7 separate regions of the Mus musculus genome follow, and all the other regions are linked to region 4. The links are chromatin contacts, called in public promoter capture Hi-C maps. All regions are on one chromosome and are shown on one strand. Each heading gives the region's core, a stretch centred on a gene start, on an enhancer-like site or on the middle of the called end of the contact. The rest is flanking DNA. Distances are from core to core; before and after follow the strand shown. Region 1 holds the start of Snrnp200 (small nuclear ribonucleoprotein 200 (U5)). Region 2 holds the start of Zfp661 (zinc finger protein 661). Region 3 holds the start of Astl (astacin-like metalloendopeptidase (M12 family)). Region 4 holds the start of Chchd5 (coiled-coil-helix-coiled-coil-helix domain containing 5). Region 5 holds the start of Ncaph (non-SMC condensin I complex, subunit H). Region 6 holds the start of 4930473A02Rik (RIKEN cDNA 4930473A02 gene). Region 7 holds the start of Bub1 (BUB1, mitotic checkpoint serine/threonine kinase).

Evidence for each region. Promoter capture Hi-C pulls out the DNA fragments that hold promoters and counts their contacts.
Region 1: a contact with region 4 is called in a promoter capture Hi-C map of liver, with 7 times the contacts expected there. The contact joins the promoter of Snrnp200 here to the promoter of Chchd5 in region 4. A contact is called at or near these places in 2 of 39 promoter capture datasets (liver and pre-B cells), 2 of 484 Hi-C or Micro-C datasets (both in embryonic stem cells) and 1 of 9 other capture datasets (adipose tissue).
Region 2: a promoter capture Hi-C map of liver shows a contact between it and region 4, with 2.6 times the contacts expected there. The contact joins the promoter of Zfp661 here to the promoter of Chchd5 in region 4. A contact is called at or near these places in 4 of 39 promoter capture datasets (hippocampal neurons, liver and pre-B cells) and 1 of 9 other capture datasets (adipose tissue).
Region 3: a contact with region 4 is called in a promoter capture Hi-C map of liver, with 4 times the contacts expected there. The contact joins the promoter of Astl here to the promoter of Chchd5 in region 4. A contact is called at or near these places in 2 of 39 promoter capture datasets (liver and pre-B cells).
Region 5: a contact with region 4 is called in a promoter capture Hi-C map of liver, with 4 times the contacts expected there. The contact joins the promoter of Ncaph here to the promoter of Chchd5 in region 4. A contact is called at or near these places in 1 of 39 promoter capture datasets (liver) and 1 of 115 datasets of contacts at active chromatin or transcription factors (microglia).
Region 6: a contact with region 4 is called in a promoter capture Hi-C map of liver, with 2.7 times the contacts expected there. The contact joins the promoter of 4930473A02Rik here to the promoter of Chchd5 in region 4. A contact is called at or near these places in 2 of 39 promoter capture datasets (both in liver).
Region 7: a promoter capture Hi-C map of pre-B cells shows a contact between it and region 4, with 2.3 times the contacts expected there. The contact joins the promoter of Bub1 here to the promoter of Chchd5 in region 4. A contact is called at or near these places in 2 of 39 promoter capture datasets (cranial neural crest and pre-B cells), 8 of 484 Hi-C or Micro-C datasets (embryonic stem cells and extraembryonic ectoderm) and 1 of 115 datasets of contacts at active chromatin or transcription factors (astrocytes).

What each region holds. Positions count from the first base shown.
Region 1 is chr2:127,206,830-127,209,776 of GRCm38.p6, reverse strand. It overlaps Snrnp200 (small nuclear ribonucleoprotein 200 (U5)), which reads right to left and starts at 1,391. Exons shown (of 45, transcript NM_177214.5): 1 at 1,239-1,391; 2 at 640-803. The coding sequence starts at 1,283. It overlaps 1810024B03Rik (RIKEN cDNA 1810024B03 gene), which reads left to right and starts at 1,497. Exons shown (of 2, transcript NM_198630.2): 1 at 1,497-1,602.
Region 2 is chr2:127,583,357-127,586,056 of GRCm38.p6, reverse strand. Zfp661 (zinc finger protein 661) reads left to right here and starts at 1,380. Exons shown (of 5, transcript NM_001111029.1): 1 at 1,380-1,427.
Region 3 is chr2:127,340,295-127,343,035 of GRCm38.p6, reverse strand. Astl (astacin-like metalloendopeptidase (M12 family)) reads right to left here and starts at 1,400. Exons shown (of 9, transcript NM_001291003.1): 1 at 1,285-1,400; 2 at 560-685. The coding sequence starts at 1,339.
Region 4 is chr2:129,128,353-129,131,052 of GRCm38.p6, reverse strand. It overlaps Chchd5 (coiled-coil-helix-coiled-coil-helix domain containing 5), which reads right to left and starts at 1,353. Exons shown (of 4, transcript NM_025395.3): 1 at 1,196-1,353; 2 at 735-875; 3 at 487-652. The coding sequence starts at 1,197.
Region 5 is chr2:127,132,515-127,135,214 of GRCm38.p6, reverse strand. Ncaph (non-SMC condensin I complex, subunit H) reads left to right here and starts at 1,261. Exons shown (of 18, transcript NM_144818.3): 1 at 1,261-1,366. The coding sequence starts at 1,348. It overlaps Gm35347 (a long non-coding RNA gene), which reads right to left and starts at 1,262. Exons shown (of 3, transcript XR_374955.4): 1 at 919-1,262.
Region 6 is chr2:130,562,357-130,565,190 of GRCm38.p6, reverse strand. It overlaps 4930473A02Rik (RIKEN cDNA 4930473A02 gene), which reads left to right and starts at 1,442. Exons shown (of 9, transcript NR_040348.1): 1 at 1,442-1,537. Mrps26 (mitochondrial ribosomal protein S26) reads right to left here and starts at 1,434. Exons shown (of 4, transcript NM_207207.1): 1 at 1,201-1,434; 2 at 964-1,110; 3 at 760-883; 4 at 1-253. The coding sequence starts at 1,412. The coding sequence ends at 134.
Region 7 is chr2:127,830,476-127,833,175 of GRCm38.p6, reverse strand. Bub1 (BUB1, mitotic checkpoint serine/threonine kinase) reads left to right here and starts at 1,317. Exons shown (of 25, transcript NM_009772.2): 1 at 1,317-1,456. The coding sequence starts at 1,431.

The DNA of each region.
Region 1 (2,947 bases), core at 142-2,641, 1.9 Mb after region 4:
AGGCAAAATAAAGTAAGTAGTATTTAACTTTTGAAATGAACCCACCAACATGAAAAGACAACAGAAATCATCAGGAAGTGCTGGGCAACAAAAGGAGAGAAGGGTTGGGGAGAGAAGCTTGTAACAACATGGTGGAGGTGAATTACAGAGAGGAGATTAACTCAAGTCCTGAAAACAGTCGGGGATGGGGCTGGAGAGAAGAGTCGAGTTGTTCACCCCAGTACTGCTTTCCAAGAGGACCCAAGTTCAGTTCTTAGCCCCACACTGGGTAACTCAAAACCTCCTGTAACTCTAGCTCCAGGGACTCTCAAACCCTCTCTGGCCTCCACACAGGCATCTGCATACGTGTGCACAAACCCACACGAACATACACATGCACGTAATTAAAAATAAAACAGATCTTTTAAAAAGATAACCGGAAGAAAATTAACATCTATGAATCAGAAACGAGTCAGTAAAAGGTATCAATAGATTTTGTTCCACTTCATTACACCTAAATCCAAAGAAGCTCTAAACCTTGGTTGTTGTGCACACACCACTCATCTTCCATATAAACTTGAGTAAAACTACTGCTCTAATGCTAAAGATGGGCTTTACATTAGATGGAAAAATAGCATCCAGCATCCCCTTAGTACTTACTTGGCCCGTCTTTCTTCCTGCATCTGTGGTTTGGTCCGTTGAGCCTTATCTCCCATTCGGGTTCCCTCCAACTTCCCAACCAGGGACAGAACCTCTCCCGTCGGTTCATCCCGGCGGGTCCGGTCAATGAGAGAGCGGTCAGCTTGGAGCACAAGATTTGAGTTCTGAAAAGATCATACTTTATCAAAACTTTGATATGTATAGTTTTGAATCCTGTTATTACAGTGACAGCAGATGATGGGAAAACAGTGGAATAAAAAAAAAATCATGCTCTTAAGAAGAAATAACATAGCATTACACGATGCGCGAGCACTATTGCTGTCTGAGAAGGTGAACGACCAGCGCTCCTAAGAGCATCCACAACAGCCCACATTTGGGTAAAATGTTGGGCACATTGCGGGTAAAGAGAAGAAGGTGCGAGTTTAGCGCTGAGGGGGCTGGGGAAAACCCAACTCCTAAATTCTCAAGCGCCCCAAATTCCACGGGGTTTTTCCTTCGTGTTTTAATCCATCCTTCACCCAGCTCTGATCTCCCGCTCAAGTGTCCGTGGCTGTCCACGACCTCCCCTGTCTGCACCGGTCCTTCGAGACCACACGCACCGCCTTGTACTCGTACTGCAAACTGCGGGCAGTCACATCCGCCATGGCTGCTGATGCTCCGGGAACTCAGGGTTCCACTCTTCTTCACGCTCCGAACCGCTTCAGCGAACCGCCCTGGCACAACAGGTACAACGCAGGACGAACGTAAGGGACGGAGAAAAGAAACGGACTTGCTTCCGCTTCCGGGACGCCCGCTAAACGTGAGACTTTCCGGTTACTAACCACTGCTTCTGGGCGGGGTTTGCGGAGATGTACAGTAGTACATCCGGGTCAAGGATTCCATTGACCGACGAGACACACGCGCGTGCAAATTGTGGTTCCAGGCATCTCTACCTGCGACAGAGCCAAGGCCCAACCCCTAAGCGTATGTTGAAAGTCCCTTTCTGTAATTCTTTTGGTTTCTCATACCAGCCATCCTGTGAGGCAGGCAGACATGCAGGCAAACGGAAACTAAGGGATAAGGAAGCTGAAGGTTCAAGCAAGTTAGCAAGACAGGCATGGTGGCGCATTCCTTTAATCCCAGCACTCGGGAGGCAGAGGTAGTGGATTTCTGAGTTCGAGGCCAGCCTGGTCTACAAAGTGAGTTCCAGGACAGCCAGAGCTACACAGAGAAACCTTGTCTCGAAAAACAAAACAAAACAAACAAAAAACCAAAACAACAACAAAAAGACAAAAAAAAAAAAAAAAAAAAAAAAAGCAAGTTAGCATGTACCTAGTTCTAGTAACCGACTGGATTTCTACCCCAAACCCCTTTCCGCAAGACTCTCCCCTGTGTCAGCTGACTGACGGTAGAGGAAGAACTATTTGTGCCCAATCTTTTGTCACAGCCTGTCAGGACTTTAGGTGTGCGGATTACAGCATATGTATAACTTTGTCCTCCTCAATGTGACACGAATGTTTTACTAAAGAAATATATGAAAAATAAATAATATGTATGGAATTACTATTCAGTTTTATTCAGCAGTAGTGGTACCTTTTATGTAAAGGTGGTATTTAGTCTTTTCATAATTCTCTACACAACACTGAAAGCAAAACAGTGAGTTCTGCTTTCCCTTGATATTTAATAAGCACGAGTGAACCTTAAGTCTGTGTCCTAATCCACCCAGCCATTTTGCTGGCAATTTTTTTTTATTGTTTGGTTTATCATTTACATTTTATTCTATGTAGATAGGTGTTTGGGCTACATGTATGTTTGTGTATCATTACATGCAGACTTCCACGAAGTCCAAAAGAGGGTGTCAGATCCCCTGAGACTGGAGCTGCAGATAGGTTGTGAGTTGCCATGTGTGTGGAGGGGTTGGAACCCAGGTCTTCTCAAAGAGCAGCCAGTGTTCATAACCATTAAGCCATCTCTCTAGCCCTTATCTGGTTTTTGAGAAAAGATCTCCTGGAGTCCAGGCAGGCTTCAAACTTGCTATCCAGAGACTTCTCTTGCACTCTTGATCCCCCTGCCTCCAACTCATAAACACCGTGGCTGCAGCTATGGATGGTTGTGACAAGCTGTACCTTATCATATTTAACAGTAAGAGCAGCATAGTAACCCTAGGTTGGACTCATTTACTTTTTTTCTTCTTTATTAGTAGGAAGAAGTTTTATCGTTTAGGGGGTCTAAGAATTTGCATTTCAAATATAGTTACCTTCCCAAATGGAGTTCCACTTGGAAGATATAAAATAAGCCCTTGTCAATTTTTTTTTTTTTTTTTTTGGTT
Region 2 (2,700 bases), core at 131-2,630, 1.5 Mb after region 4:
GATGCCATGCACGAGAGACAAAACCTGTGGTCAATATTTGATGGGACTGCTCTTGGAGTTCAGCAAATCACTTTCCTTCCAGAAAGCAGCATGAACATGTAACATCCAGAAGGTAGGTATTTACTCAGTAGAAAAATTTACTTCTTTACCAATTCTAGGTTCTATTTAAGAAAAACTGATATTGGAGAGGTTTAATTGATAGCCAAAGAGATCAAGGTTTTAGGAAGGGTGTACAGATAGTAATGGGAGATCAAAGAGTCATTGTCAGTCCCTGGAGATACTGGGGTCATCTTGGGTTTCAGGATCCAGTTGTTCAGACAGGTATGGTATGACCATTTGTGACCACCCAATGGCCAGATGAGAATGGGTATCAGCCCTGCTTTTTGGTAATGTATAGTTGAAACAGCCCATCCCTTTGGAAGTCCCAGTGCTGGAGCTTTCTTAAGCCTATCAAAAGAGTGTTCCTTAATCCCTCAATTACAAATGGTATGGGCTTGGGACCCTCATTTAATTTCTCATGACTGGCCTGGCTATTTCTTTAAATATTGTAATTCATATTCTGCAGTATCCAGTTAATTCCAGAAAAGCCAAAACCTGTCTTTTGGTTCAGAGAGGGGGCAAATCCAGATCTCATAGTACCAAATGAAGGTTGCCTTTTTTTTTTTTTTTTTTTTTTTTTTTTTTGCCTCACAAATTGAGAATTTTCCCTAGAAGTTTTGCTTCCTTTTTGAAGTTTTGTAGCCTTTTTGAGCTTTTGAGATACAAAGAGGCCAGGTGGGGTGATGCACACCTTAAAGCCCAGGTCTTTGGAGGCAGAGACAGGTGGATCTCCAAGTTTGAAGCCATCCTGGTTTACATAGTGAGTTCAGGACACAGAGAGAGGGGGGTGGGGTGGGGAATGGACTGAGCTACAACGTTTAAAGTCTGTTGTTTGGCTGGTATCCTCTGAAGCAGTAGGTAGAAGGTCACCCTCATTCAGGATTACAGCTACAGAGTTGGGTGTAAATTCTCCGACATGCTACCAAATCTGGGATTAAACCTACACCACGAATTCTTGATGGAAGACTGCGACAGGTATGTTTCTGGGCTCATGCATCTGGGATAGTCTACTGAAAGAACGGGAACCCTGGCTTTCAGAAAAAATAGGTACACTGGCAAACCGGAAACGAACTAGAAATCGAACTTGTGCTGTTTAGGGTCAGAGCCTGGTCCTATCCGTTTCAGCACCACAGACCTGGAGTGCAACCTTGTGCAGGATTTTACCCGTCATCTCACGGCGCGCCGGCTATTGATGCTTCTGGGAAGTGTAGTTCATGCAAAGGCAACACTATGATTGGAGCTCAGAGGCCGAAGATCTTCGCGCAGGCGCACTGCCTTCCCGACACGAGGCGGTGAGTGTTCGCAGGTTCCCAGTACTCTTGCCAAAGGTGAGGGTTGCGGGTCTAGGTGTTCAAGAAGCCGAGTGGACGCGGTGGCGGAGGAGACACGGGGACACTGGGCACTTGGGGGAGGGTTAGTGGGCGTGGCCTGTGTGGACAGAGAGTCTTCCCTTCTGGTGTGTGTCGGTTCCGTGGGGACAGTGTCCTCGTAGGGTATGTCCACTGTGTGTCAGAATCCTGTACTTTCAAGTTGGAGATCCCGGTCTTCCTTTCGTTCCTTCTTTCCATGATGGGTGCTACGTGGATGTGGATGGTACCGACGCTAAATCTGGGAGCATCCACTCCATTCTCTCCCAAGTCCCCTAGAAAACGTCTCCCTTTGCTTCAGCTTCTCGCCCTGAGCCTGCACCGGAATGTCCTGGTGTGAGCATAGGGTGTTCCTGGACGATACCGGATTTGAGGTGAAGAAAACCCCAAAGGAAATCGCAAATGGCTTTAGGCAATTTTAAGATGATATTGACTGGAGTGCACTGTTAAGGAATAGTGGGAAATAAGGGTGAAGGGACTATACTGCGGCCAGACAAGACCCACAGTATCAGAGTAAGACCCACCAAGCACGATATTTTGTGCGTCTCAAATGAGGTCAACATAAACAAAATTTTGAGAAACAATTCTAGAGGTTGACATTCTGACCACCGTTAAATCGAACTAGCACAACTTCGTTCCAACCACCAGTAAGTGTCAGATGTCTAGAAGTCCGTGGGATGGCCAGTTGTCTGTTACTCCATTGAAGTTGTTGGCAATTTACTAGTGATCTTTTCCCTAGTGTTCTTTTTACATTTGAGATACGATCTTATTTTGTAGCTTAACCTGGCGTTGTGTTAAGCCTTAGCCTTCCAAGTGCTAGCATTACGGGTGTATATCACCATAGTTCTGTTTTCCGTGAAATTTCAGTCACGCGAATCAAGCTTCCCGGGATGCTGGGATGTGTTGCAGGTAAAGATCTGCTTAACTTTATGGCTATCTTTCAATGAAAGTAAATTATAACAGAATTAAAAGCTTCCAGGCAGACTTTTCCCAGTTCCACCTCAGCCTTTTACAAAGCCTGACTCTCTTAATTGCTGTGAAATAGTGCCTCTCTTATTGATGTATGACGATGGAACTAAATTATCTTTATAGAAAGCACTCAGCATAGTGCCTCATGAGAGCAAGCACTCAACGCTAGTTATGGTGGAGTTCCGTAGTGCTCCAAGTGTGTCTAGCCGCTGGACAATAGATTATTTAATCAAGTTGTCTGTCATAGATGCTTAGGAGAGTCCAG
Region 3 (2,741 bases), core at 151-2,650, 1.8 Mb after region 4:
CCAGGGAAGCCATATGACTGACCGAGGACTGGGTCCATCTGAGCTTCTAACCAGAGAATGAAGGGAGCAGTAGTCACCATCTACACTAAAGCAAGATTACCGCTGTTCTGCCAACATTTCAGCCCATGATGACGCCAAGATCTGAATTCATTTCCATTGCCAACAACTTCAGCCCAATGCGTCTGTGTTCCTCATGTCCGAGATCCCCAGACAAAGATGCCCTGAGCCACAGACTTCTTTGTTCCTTAACAATCCACCCCACTTGGCCAGGTCACGCTTACACACCGCTACTTACAGAGAGATTGACATGCTCTCAAATATCGACTGATGATTTTACTCAAGTCCCAAGCCGAGAGAACACCAGTGCTCTTATCAGATCATTCTAAAGACATTTACAGTATCTCATATAAAAAATATTAACCAGCAAAAGAATACAGAAAAACAGACAAGCATTTCCTCATGAAACTTGATTTCCCTGCATGCATGGGGACATTTCCTCTCAATCTTTTCCGCATGTCCACATTCAGCATGGCTTTGGAGTGTGGCCCCGTGTTCTCACCTTGGTTAATTGCGGGGATGTCCTTGTCCTGAAATACCGGGCTTCCCTCAGGAGTGAAGCCTTCTGGAACACTGGTACTGCAGACTCCAGAACATCTGGATGCTGAGGGTGCTCCCATGCTCAAACCTGGCTCAGGAAGACAAGTGCAGACATATAGATGCCCCCGGGACTCCACTGTGAGCCGGGACAGCAGGCAGCAAAATCCAGCCCCTTCCAGGAGAGGCCACCCAGGATGCATTCCTGAAGCCTGCCTGGCTATCTCACTCATCATACCTGGTGACAAGGCCTAGATGCCTTCAGTGAAGGAGATCCCTTTAAGGGACTAACACTTGGCTCAGAAAGGCTAGGGCAGCCAATATGAGGCAGAAAAGAGGCACAGTAGACTTTAAATCTTCAGGCAGCACCAGAATCAAGGCTGGCCTCAGACCCTACTCTTGAACATTTCTCTCCACTCAGGCTGAGTGCCTGCTGCCCCAGCCAGGCTAGAAACTGGCTTACCTTAAAACAAGTAGGTATATGGTATGACACTTGGCAATCTGCTGTTAGGTGGGCCCTCTCTACTCCTACAAGTATCAGGAGGCCTCCTCCTTGGTTCCCAGGGGCTCACTCATAGGTACAACCCTACAACGCCATGTTGGAGCTGTGAAACTAAGTTAAGATTATCTTAAGCCACAGCTGCAGCCTCTGGCCTCTTCCCAATGTCCCAGAGACTGGAGCCAGCTTACCTAGCAAGGAGAGCATAGTTAATATCCAAGGCCACAGGCTTCCCATGATACCCATGGTGGGTCCTCACTGCCCTCTTGGCAAGCAACACACAGAAATGTGGCAGGGAAAGGCCTCCTTAACTCAGGGACTCTACCATCCACCCCCTTTAATAGGGGCTTCTCCAGCCCACACCTGCAGCCTCCCAACCACCTCCACCTGCAGTTCCTCCCAACAACTATCACCTGAAGACCTGCCCAGTCTTACCAGAGGACTCTACCCCTGTCCCCAGCCTGAGCCTTCTGGACCATAGTCCCATCCATCTTGGCTGAAGTGGGTAAAAAGTGGGCCGGGGACACAAAACAAATCCTTAGGATACCCTTGAGCAGGGTAGCTTCCCTGAGATTCCCCCTCCTGCCACCAGAGGGCAGAGAAGCATTGCAGCCTCATGTAGTTCATGACTTGGATTGAGATCCAGTCACTAAAAGGGGGCTTTCCTTTTCCTGTTCCACCAACTACCGGAGGGTTCAGACCCAGAAAATCTGCTGGGAAACTCAAGGCACCTCTCCCTATGTGGTCACCATACCCGTATAATCTCTCCCCTCCCCCCTCCCCTCCTCTATTTATACGAGAAAGGGTCTCATTAAGTAGCTTTGGCTGTCCTGGAACTCAGTATGTAGACCAGGCTGGCCTCAAACTCAGAGAGATCTGCCTGCTGCCTGTGTCTACCTCCTGAGTGCTGGGATTAAAGGCATGTGTCACTATGCCCAGCTATAAGCTTTTATTTCAGAAGCCATATAGGAAAGTACACAGGTTGCAAGACTCTGAGAAACTTCACACTGAACACCAGCATCATCAGCACCCAGAGACGCCCCCCACTGCAGAGGGGACACTTTTGAACTCTTAGACGCTCATATGACTGTGGTCCTTCCAATGCCACTGCCCACTGACATGATCGGCCAGGGCCCCTTCCCATTTCACTAATTCAAAATACAAAGCTCCCAGACTTTCTTCCTTTACATCCTGCCATCCAGAGACCCGGCCTGGATGGACAGCCTGGAACATACCAAGTCCACCCCCATGTTCAGTAAAGGAAAGCCAGAGCTCCACAAGGACCTGTTGGCATTCTTGCTGAGCCTGGGGCAAACATCTCTCAAGAAGTAGAAGCTAGAGCCAGACAGAGGGGCTATAATAAAAGCAGATGCTGCTGATGCCTGAGCAGAATCTAGACTGGTTTCCAGGAATCCGATGGATATGCTAATTATCTTGACCAGCAGACTCATTCCTTCACAGTGCTTATATATGTCAAAGCTTGTCAAGTACCTTAAACACTCCATTTTTTTCCCATTAAAAAAGAAGATGCCAGGGGTGGTGGCGCACCCCTTTAATCCCAGGATGTGGGAGGCAGAGGCAGGAGGATTTCTGAGTTTGAGGCCAGCTTGGTCTACAAAGTGAGTTCCAGTACAGCCAGGGCTACACA
Region 4 (2,700 bases), core at 104-2,603:
ATATTGTATATGTATTTATGTATTGTATACATTAGCAAGATCCTTTTCTGTGCACCCCTCCACCTCACCCCCTCACCCCTACCAGCACAGCTGGAAAGTAGTGAAGGGGACACAGTGGCTGAGGAAAGGAAGAACACAGGATCCAGTAAGAATCAGGGACTTTGTTCCAGTGTGAATTGGTGGCCACCAGAGAGTTTTAAGCAAGGGATTATCATTACTAGAATCCAGGTCATTATATGGAACACAGAGGGTCTGGCAAGCCGGGGAAAGGCTGGGGCAGGTGCCCTGGCAGAGGGGAGTGTGAAAGGTGGTGACAAGCAGAGGCATGTCCACTCGGGGACAGAGAACCATGGTTTTTAGATTCTTGGATGCATAGCCAAGGCCATGTATGGGAATGGGGCTGGGACTGGTTCTGGAAGGTATTTAAACTAGAAAATGAAGGGAGTTGTGAAAGGAAAAAGCTACGATCAAGTTAGCCTCCTTTACCTCTCCAGTTGTGGGTGAACTTGGTGGCTGCACCTGCTCTGCACACTGCAGGAAGCGGCGCATGTGTTCAGCACAGTTGCCCACTGCTGCCTCATTCAAGCGAAGACACTTCTCAAAGGCTTCAAAGGGCTCAGCACAGGCCTGGCGGATCTGGCGGATGATCGGGCTGTGGGGGGTAGGGCATTTTAGACCCTGAAGCATTCAAACCCTACTGCCTGGCACCCTCTAGCCCCCAGTTGTACACTCACTGGGAGGACGTGCAGCGAGCAATGCTCATCTTAAGGTGGTGACAATCTCGATGCCACGACTCTGGCTTGGCTGCCACACATTGGCCATACTGATCCAGCTCTCGGCTGCAGTATCGAGCAGTGACTTCCAGGGCTGCCTGCCTGTGGGACAGGGTAAACTGAAGATAATCTCAAGAGAAGGCAAGAAAGAGTTCTGATTTTGATCTGTGATTGGACTAGTCTGGATTGGGGGTGGGGGGTGTAAAGATCCTGTGATAGGGACAACCAACGAGGGGCAGAAATAAGCGCCGATCCCTGCGCGTTGTGGAACAAGGTGGGATTTCCCGGGAGATCGTGGAAGTCCTAAGACAAAAAGTCTGGCTATTGTGAAGCAGGCCTGGAGTCTTGAATTCAGTCATTTCCCGTTGGGGACCGTGCAGTCTGACAAGCATGATCTAGAGTTATAGGGAGTTGTAACTCACATCTCCAGGCGAATTCAAGCGCCGATCAGTCAGGGAGAAGAGACCCGCCTTTTCCGGTATCAGGTTGTTATGGCGGCGCCCAACCCAGACCTCCTGGCCTCACTCTTCCGGTCGTCGAGCGTCCCTGCCACTCATCCCACATTGGTCCAACCTTCATGGCTGTGTCCTGCTTTGCTTTCCGCCTCACTGCCTATCCGGGAGGAGGCCCCTGTAACTACTTCCGGTCCGTCAGCTATTTTAGTTTATTTACTTCCGGCTTGTGGTGGTCGCGTTTAGTGATCACCGGAAGCAGGACTTCGGCCGTGATCGAGCAGCCAGGCACAGAGCACCAGAGCTGGTTCCCTGTAGGTCAGATCTACAGCCGCTCGCGCTGCCACTTTCCCGGCTGGAGTTGAGGCCACCGGCCCGCGTGACTATGGCTCGGCACACGCTGCGGCTGAGGCGGCAGCTGTGCCCGCCGCTGCTAGTTTAGGAACACGGGGATTGCCCTCTCAGGCTGAGCTACCAGTGGCTTTCCGCCACTGCGTATTCTCCTCCTGACTTTAGTTCCAACTTGACGGAAAGGAATGATCTTAAACGCCACATTGGGCTTCCCATCCGATTATTCACTCAGACATGTCCTTTTCCTGCCATAGGTGGTAAAGGCAGGATGAGAGTGGGTTTTATTGCTTGCTCCTTGCAATCGTGCACAAATTATTTTCTTTGTAATTTCCTTAGGTGGTGTTTGCACCCTCTCCACATTTGCCTTCAGATTATAGGGCTAGACCTGGAAGTTCATTTCCCTGTAAGGCTAAATATTCCTCATATGGAGAGGCCTAAGCTAGAGAAAATGAGCGGTAAGGTGATTACCTTAGCACGCAGTTGTAAAATGAGAACGACTGCTTTGGCCTTCATAATATACAGTGACACTTTCATTTTTGGGAAACTTGACACTCCACACTTCTAGTTTCCTTTTGTCTGGTTGCTGTCAAAAGAGTCATTAAGAATGGAATGGAGAGAACTAGATAACCCTAAGGTTTGAAGTGAAGCGGATCTGAGAAATGCAGGTCTCAAGAGTGCTTCTGTTACTGGGGTTCCCTTCTGGGGAGCTCATTAATGAAAGAACTTTAAAAGGTACTCATTTAGGACAATCAAGGGCAATGTTATTGGTCTGAGAGAAAACACCAGGACAGGCACGCTGTAAATGTCAGTAGCCGCTAAGAGGGAGCAGGAAAAGGAAACTAGGGACATGTGTGTGATGTACATGTGTGCAGGCAGAGGCTGGCGGCAGGTGGCTTCCTCTATTGCTTGACACCTGAAGCTTTTTGGAGACAGGGTGTCACTGAACCTTAAAACCCACCAGTGAACATCCAGGAGCTGTCTCCTCATCCCAACACTGGGATTCCAAGTCTGCCCTACCATGCCTTTTCTGCAGGTTTTTATGCAGGTGTTGGAGATCCACAACTCAGGTCTTCCTGCTTGCATAGCAAGCACTTTAGTCAGCCATTCCTTCACTCCCTCCCCTA
Region 5 (2,700 bases), core at 12-2,511, 2.0 Mb after region 4:
TGGGTGGGTAGGGGAGTGGAGGGGTGGGTATGGGGGACTTTTGGGATAGCATTGGAAATGTAAATGAGGAAAATACCTAATAAAAATTTTTTTAAAAATCCTGAATAATAAAGTAACTGCTGGAATATCACTAAAAAAAAAAAAAAAAAAAAAAAAAAAAAAGAGTAGCTTTTGGGGTTAGAGAGGTAGTTTAGAGTACTCGTTGCTCTTGCAGAGGACCTGAGTTTCATTCTCAGCACCCACATGGTGGCTCACAAACATCTGTCATTCCAGTCCCGGAGGATCTGACACCCTTTTCTGATCTTCTCAGGTACCAGCCATGCATGTGGTAAATATACATACATACACACAGGGAAAACACTCATACACATGAAATGAAATATTTTTTTAAAAAGTAGCTTTCAACAAAAGGCAGAGTTTTGGTCACCATAATGAGGGGTACTGCTGATAGGCAGGCAAATAATGTCAAGGATGCTAAACAGCTACACCCCAGCCTCTTTTTAAAAAAATGATGGTAGGTAAATGATTTCCAAAAAGCTCTTTACAAGAATCTGGACAAAAATTTAGTTTTAAATGTGTGTGCATGCATGTGTATAGATATATGAACACAATGCTCTGGTGCAGATACACATGCCTGCACAATGTTCTGGTATGTCCATGTATAAGTAAGAGCATACACAATGCTCTGGTATGTGTGTGTATAGACATGTACACACACACACATACAGAAAACTCTTTGGAAATGTACACACATATATAAAAACTACTGGGGGTATAAACATAAGTAAACACAATGTTCTAGGGTGTGTGTACACACGCATACACAATGCTCCTGGAAGAGTATACACATGTAAACGCAATGCTCTGGGGCCTGTGTACACATGAGCACACACAATGTCCTTGTGGGTGTATACATACACAATACTCTGGGTGGAGTCTACACGTGCATACACAATGCTCTGCATTCCTTCTTGCCTGCCTGGAACTTCCAATAAGGGCAGCGTTTTCTACCGGCAAAGAACCTCGATTCCTCAGAAACCTGCCTCCCCGTTACAATCCAGATTCTAGGAAAGCACAGCCTTCGCCTGCCCAGATCCACACATCCTACTCCGCGCCCAGCGCTCGGCGCCAGAATGTTTCCAAACGTCTTCAGCTGGGTCACCGCTGCACCTAGTTCACTCGCGCGTAGACTCAAAACTGTCCAAGTTTCCGGGGCCACTCTGATCAGCCAGCCGCCTAGGCGGCCTGCGCAGGCGCACCAAAGACCACGCCCCAGTGACGTCACGCGGCGGTTACCGCGCTTGGCGCTCGCGATTTAAAACTTACTCCGGAGACGTGGAGAGCAAGATGAGAATTCCGCGCTCAGGTGAGCTCGAGTGGGTCCAGGCGCGGCTGGCAGGATCAGGACCGAAGGGTGCTCGCGTGGGCAGGTCCAGAAGGGACGAATGTGTTCGGCGGGGTTCGGCCGGGGGCTCCGGCGGGGGAGGGGAAGAGAGTGCAAGGGAAAGCGGGGCGCTGGGCCAATCAGGACGCAGCTGCCAGTGGCGGCTGGGCTCTAATACTCCCCGCGCCCTGGTTCTAACGGAGGATAAAGTGGGTTTTTTTTGTTTTTTGTTTTTTCTGGACTGGACGTTGTGTGGGGAGCTGTGGAAGCAAAGTGTCGACCGCTCTGTGTTGAGCATTCGTGCCTGTGTTTTGGAACTGATTCTAAAGTCTTGAGGGCTTCCTTTGGGACAGACCTTCGGTCAGACGCCGAGATTCGCAACCGAAGAAGCCTGGGCACTTGAGATGGAGACTGGAGGATTAGAAGTTCAAGGTTGTCCTCAGCTATAGCGACTTCGAGGCTAGCCTGGATTACAGGAGACCCACTCTGAAAGGGGGCGGGGGGTGGGGAACGAAACAGATAAATACCTTTTCCTCTTGGAGCTTGTGTCAAGTTGAGGTAGTATGGCAAATATTTGACAGATAAAACCTAGTGCTATAACTCCTGTCCGTTATGGACTCGAGATTTTTAAGCAAACATTGAGAAGAACTTTATGGGCTGAGCATCCTGTACAAGAGAAGAGCTAGGAAGGAACCTGGACTAGTCTAGGAATTAACTACACCGTAGGTTCTCAACCTTTGGGTGGCAGCCCCCATGGGGAGGTGTCAAATGACCTTTACACGGGGTTCGCCTAAGATCGTCAGAAAACACAGATATTTACATTATGATTCATAACCACTAAATTTACAGTTATAAAGTAGCAATGGAAAATAATTTTATGGTTGGGGGTCACCACAACATGAGGAACTGTGTCAGAGGGTCACAGCATTGGGAAGGTTGAGAAACTCTGAGCTAGACCGTCATAACTAAGCTTAGTGAGACTGACCACCTGGTAGACCTAAGTCATAGTTTTGGAATAATAGTTTCAGTTTGGATTTGTTGCCTGTGACTTCTGGAGAGGCGCTCAGGTGAAGGGGTTCGTATCTACTGGGCGAGTTTGACCGAGGTCCATAGGCTGGGAGGTAGATTTGTTTTTCTTCATCATGGAGATGATAAAGCCATGGGTACCGGTGAGATCACTAGACAGACCTTGCAGAGAATACATTCAGGACCTGCACCAGTTGTCCGGGTGTGGGGAGGAAATAACTCAGGTTATGGGTACCACAGGGCCTAGAGCAGCTCAAGAAGAAAAAGATGAGTCCCGAAGTGGGCACTTC
Region 6 (2,834 bases), core at 193-2,692, 1.4 Mb before region 4:
GTGCCGAGCCTGGAGTGACTGAGGTTGCTCTGGAAACGGCTGAGCCATCCTCCTGGGATGTACCAATTCCTATCCCAGTACACAGACCCTAGGCAAGCACTGTGCTTATTTGGGCCCCCAGAAGTCTCTGTGCTCAGTTCCTGACCACCTGCCCTTCTTTGGTGACGGCCCAGTTGTAACTCTTCGGAGAGTCCAACGCTTCTTCTATCCGTGCCTCCAGGTTCTCCCGAGTGATGAAGTTTTTTGCCTCCTCCTACAGGAAGAGAAAGGTTGGCTTTGTGGGATCTCTCCCAGAGCTGGCTGCCTGCACTGTCTCTAGTCCACGGGTGTCAAAAGAACCCAGGGTCTCTTTGAGTGTCCCACCAATCGTCCAGCACAACTGTACTAGGTGACCTCGACCATCATATTGCTCTTCCTTGGACAATCACCCATCAGATCTCTCGGCCACAACCCAAGAACAAATCGTGACAACCTGATTAGAGGTGGGTGGACTCTCTCAAGTGCATGAATCCCTCTTACGTGTTAAAAAGCGCTCCATTCTCACTTACGGTTTCCCTGACTTCAAGTTTCACAAGGCAATACTAGCCTGTAACCTTTTACTGACCATTGCCTGCGAGGCATACCCTCTGCGCTGATGGAGAAGCCTCCTGAAGACTCTGGTCACTTGACGCCCAGTGCTGTCATCCCCCCCCCCCCCCCCCAGCCTCCCTTGCTGGGGTCTCCAATGTCCACATTCCCCATGACCTCCTGCATGCCCACCTGCAGCTTGAGCACTTCTTGCTCTTTCAGTTGCACCCAAGCCTGCTCCTCCTGAGCCCTCTGGGCCTGGGCCTCAGCCTTCTGCACCTCCTGGGCCTGTGCTTCCAGCTGCAACCTCGCTATCCTGCGAGGGGCAAGACGCCGAGGGTGAGCGGGGCCACAGATGAGCCTAGCCCAGCCCACCCAGTCCCGGGCCTCTCGCACCGTAGCTCCTGCATTCGCCGGTTCTCGTCCCGGTTCCAGGCCATCAGCTCCCGGTGCTCCGTGATGGCCTGCTGCGCCTTGCGCTCGGCCAGAACCCCGGCTCGGGCCTCGTGCAATTTCCTTCGCACCTCCAACGTGAACTCTAGCCTGGGGAGGACGGGCTTCGAGTCAGCACCCACCCTCGGCCCCGGCCCTTCCCGAAGGGCGTCTGCCCTCCACACGCACAAGCACACGCACCTGAGAGCGCGCACGGTCTCCCGGTACTGTCGGTAGCGCTCGGTCAACACGAAGAATTCCGCAGGGTCCACGGCGGGAGGCGTCTGCACCCGTCCGACCTTGGATTTGGCAGGCGGGTCATGGCGGGTCTTGCGGCCGCGCACGGGCAGGAGCAGCGGGGTCGGGGGCCGAGTCTCCGGCCGCGCCGCCAGGCGGTTCAGAGCGCGCAACATGACAGCCAGCGCCTGCGCCTGCGCCCGGCCCGGAAGTGGCCGCGGAGCACCACGGGAGCCTCCTGTCCTCGTCCCTGTTGGGCGGAGCTCTTGCTGTCTGGTCCAATGCACGTCCGGACTCTCGGGTAGAGTGGGAGGGGTCGAGGGGCACCTTGGAGACCCACAGCTTGCTGGGCTGCGTCGCCCGCTAAAGACAGCTACACCGCAGGACGCTCTGCCCACTTGTTCACAAGTTTGGACACCGTCCCAAGTGTGTGGCTCTGGGGCTCTCTGGCCCGCCGATGGCCTGTCTACCCTCCCAGACCTGATGCAAGAAATTTGGAGTTCCTGGCTACTTTAAACTTTAGATTTGCAAACCATTTCCTTGCACTGCACTGCCCTGCTGTGGTCTTGGGGGAGCTCTGCAGTTGCCAGAGTTCTCAGTATCAGTGACAACTTGTTCTCAACTGGGCGACCTGTGAGGTGACCCTTGTCCTCTTCCACCTGACCCGGGGTCTTCCCACCTCGAGACTACTCTTATTTATGAAGTACAATTTCCTCTCCAACTGAAGAGAAACAGCAGTGCAGCAGGGCAGAGAGCATCTGTCTCAGAAGTAGCTCGTTCCCCTCTGCCTCTCCAGCAAGGAGAGTTGTTGGAAATCAGAAGCTGACCCGAGTACTGGGGAACTGAACTTTCACCCCACTCATTAGTATTGTCTAGACCAGATTCTGCAGAGAACACCAGGCCATGGTCCTGCACTTCCAGGACACTTGGGAGTGTCTGAGGAGCCAGGACTGGGTGCAATAACAGACATTTTCTCAGAAGAGAACAGAGGCTGCTTAAACCCTGCTCTCAACTTCCAGGCTTGGTGGAGGCCCAGTCTGCACTTTCTTTCTCTCAGTCAGGCTTTGGAGATGAGATGCCAGAGTGTACTCTGGAGTCCTGGGGGCAAGCTGGTGACAGGTTTTCCTCCAGGGTTCCGGCCATAAGACCATTGCTGGGCCCTGGAGGATCCAGGATGGATGGTCTGTGGAAACCAGGGCATTACTGCTGCCCTACCCTGGAGTACCACAGGGTTGCTCCGAATGTCAGGGAACCTGACACTCCCACCCTGTTTTTGTTTTTGTTTTGTTTTTTGGCAGGGTCTCACTAGATAGCTCTGTCTAGCCTGGAACTTACAGTGTAGATCAGGCTCACAGAGATCCACCTGCCACTGCCTCCTAAATTCTGGCATTAAAGGCATATGCCACCATACCTGTCCTAACCCTTTCTTCTTCAGGGTCACCCTAGACAACCGGCAACTCATCTCAGATAACTTAAGTGTCTAGGCCAAGAGAATATTCTAGGGTATGGGCCATTTCCCTAGAGGCTCCCTAACCTTGCTGGCTCTGAAGTCCTCTCGCTAGTCAGGTGCACCCATCCTTTTAGAAGGTTTCATAAAT
Region 7 (2,700 bases), core at 68-2,567, 1.3 Mb after region 4:
CAATTATCAAACCCAGATACTATTGTGGATGCCAAGAAGTGCATGCTGAAAGGAGCCTGATATGTCTGTCTCCTGAGAGGCCTTGCCAGAGCCTTACAAATAGAGGCAGATGTTAGCAGCCAAACATTGGAAGTGTATTCTTAATCTACTTTGCTTGCTACTATCTACGAGGAATGCAAGAACCTGGAACTCCCTCTAGTGGTGTTTACCAATTCTGCCAATATCATGGCCACAGACAATATTTTCGTGTGCAGCTATAAAGACATGTCAGGAATGTTCCTCTAGTTAGATGATTCTAGGAAATCAAATGGGAAATCACTCATAATTCTTTTCTCTAGGTTAGAAAATGTCTATCTGTCCAGAAGCTGCAATATCTTTTTTATCAACTTGAAGGAGCTGAAAAACTCCCAGGACCTTTAGAAACAGGAAGGTAGTAATCGCATGAGTCTTTTATGTTCTACTTGCTTTGGTCAAGTGACCCTAGAGAGGCAAAGTGGGAAGTTATTAAAACTCAAGAAGCAGGGAAGACTAGATTATTTCTCAACTCACTCTCAGGGCACATGAACATGTTAAATATTTATTCTTGGACTTCCGGACTCTTTAAAATTACTATGAATATTTTACAAATACGTGTGGGTGTGCCTTTATGTGAACCAAGTGTGGCAGAGGCCAAAGGCATGGGATCCCATAAAACTCTGGATGGACACACACACACACACACACACACACACACACACACACATATACATGGCTATTTGTCTTCATTCGTGAACCAGACATAATGATTGTGGTTTCCTCATTTGTTATATGAGTATGTGCCACGGCATGCATGTGGAGATCAGAGGACAACTTGAGGAAGTTGGTTTTCTTTCCTTCCACCTTGTGGATGCTTTTATTCACCGAGCCAGCTCACCAGCTATGCCATTTCTGTTAAGCAAAGAGGACAAAAATTCGTGAGTGACTCTCAAGACCCAAGAGGACTCAAAGGGGTTTCAGTCACAGAATCGTCACGTTCGGCCTGGTAGTGTAATACTGTAAGCCAGTTGCCATTTATACCGTTTTTTAAAAAGTAATAATAATAACTCTATGCCAAAACATGGCTAGTGTCTCACTAGAATGGAAACAAACCTTAGCTCAGTCAGCACCTAGCATAGGACTCACTAAAAGGCAAATGAAAAGAACTGCGGGCTAGGGACGGAGGGGGCGGGGACGGAGGCGGGACTTTGTCTCCCAGCAACGGCCGCAGCGATTGGCCAGCTCTCCCGCAGCGGAGACCAATAGTCAGGCGCGCTGCCCACGTTCGACATCACAAGTGCGGCTGCGCGGGGAATTCGAATCGCCGGCGGCCTTCGAGACTCGGGGTTAGGGGCTGATGGGGAGTTTGGTCGGCGGCTGGTGGGGTATTTCGCCGCTGCGCGTTTTTTCTCGTCATGGACAACCTAGAAAATGTCTTTCGGTAAGTGTCGGTCAGGTGCGGTGAGGTGGGCCGGTCGGGACGGTTAGAGTCCGGGTCCCTCAGGCGCGCTTTCTCCTCAGCGCCGCTTCCTCAGCGGGTTCGCTGCACCAGGCCTCAGCCAAGGCGGTAGCCCCCGGGTCACTCGAGTAGACGTGCAAGCTGCAGCCGGCTACCGTTTTGTGCCGAGGATTTGGGCAGTCTGCGGAACCTTCTGAAGTCACGTATCTTCTCCATGGGGAACTTCCTCTAGACGCGAGGGACGCCCCGCCTTCAAAACCCAAACTTGTGTGGTGGTGGAGATTTTTGGAGAAAATTTCAAAGTCTGATAAAAATGCCACCCAACTAAGGAAAGAATTTATTATTTCTCGATTGCCTGATACGTAAGAAAAAAATTAAAGCTGAACTTTATGGGGGGGGGGGAATGCTTGCTATTAAGTCATTTGAGGCTTCCTGCAGGCACTGATTGGTTATTTGTTTTTGTTTTGGGGTCTGGGGGCGGGCGCTTAGGTGACTTACTCAGCCTGTGATGTTAAGCCATTTAAAACTGTTAAATCGGATGTTACAAGAAATACAATTTTATTTTCATCAGTTCTTTAGGTATTCTAAGAGTAAGATATCCAAAATCTGTTGGCGTTAAGCAATTTAATTTTTGATCAGATCGACTAAGGATTTCCCCTCCCCGTTCTAAAATAGAAGCTAGGTATTTTGATTTTTAAAGACTAATTTATTTTAATGATTTGATGTTTAAGCCATTTTCCCAGGAGGTGTGGTTGGTGTGGGGCTATTCAATGTTTGTTTATCTTGGACAAATATTTGTATTTCTTATTTTGCTAAATAAGAACTTCTAAACACAGAAGTAGTGCTGACATTTCAAACATGCTAAAAAGAATCCAAAATGAATCCAAAGTGAAAAAGTGAGAATCGTTGACTTAAAAATAAATTGCTAAAATCTCTACTAAATTATGAGAAAACCATTGCAGTTTCTCTGAATGATCATTTCAGTTTGCCAGTGAAATATATTTTGAGATATAGTTTTCTGGTCATCTACCAAAATACTACTTTTAAATTCTTTTTCTCCTAATCTTATCATTTCTCAGTTTAAAAACCTATGGTTGTTTCTCAACTTGATGCATACTGAGAATACAGTTAATTGCCATGTATCCTCTCTCCAAAGTTGTACACATACTATTCTCACCCTTACTTGCTGTAACTTCTGAACTCATTACTGTTTATGGTTCCAGCCC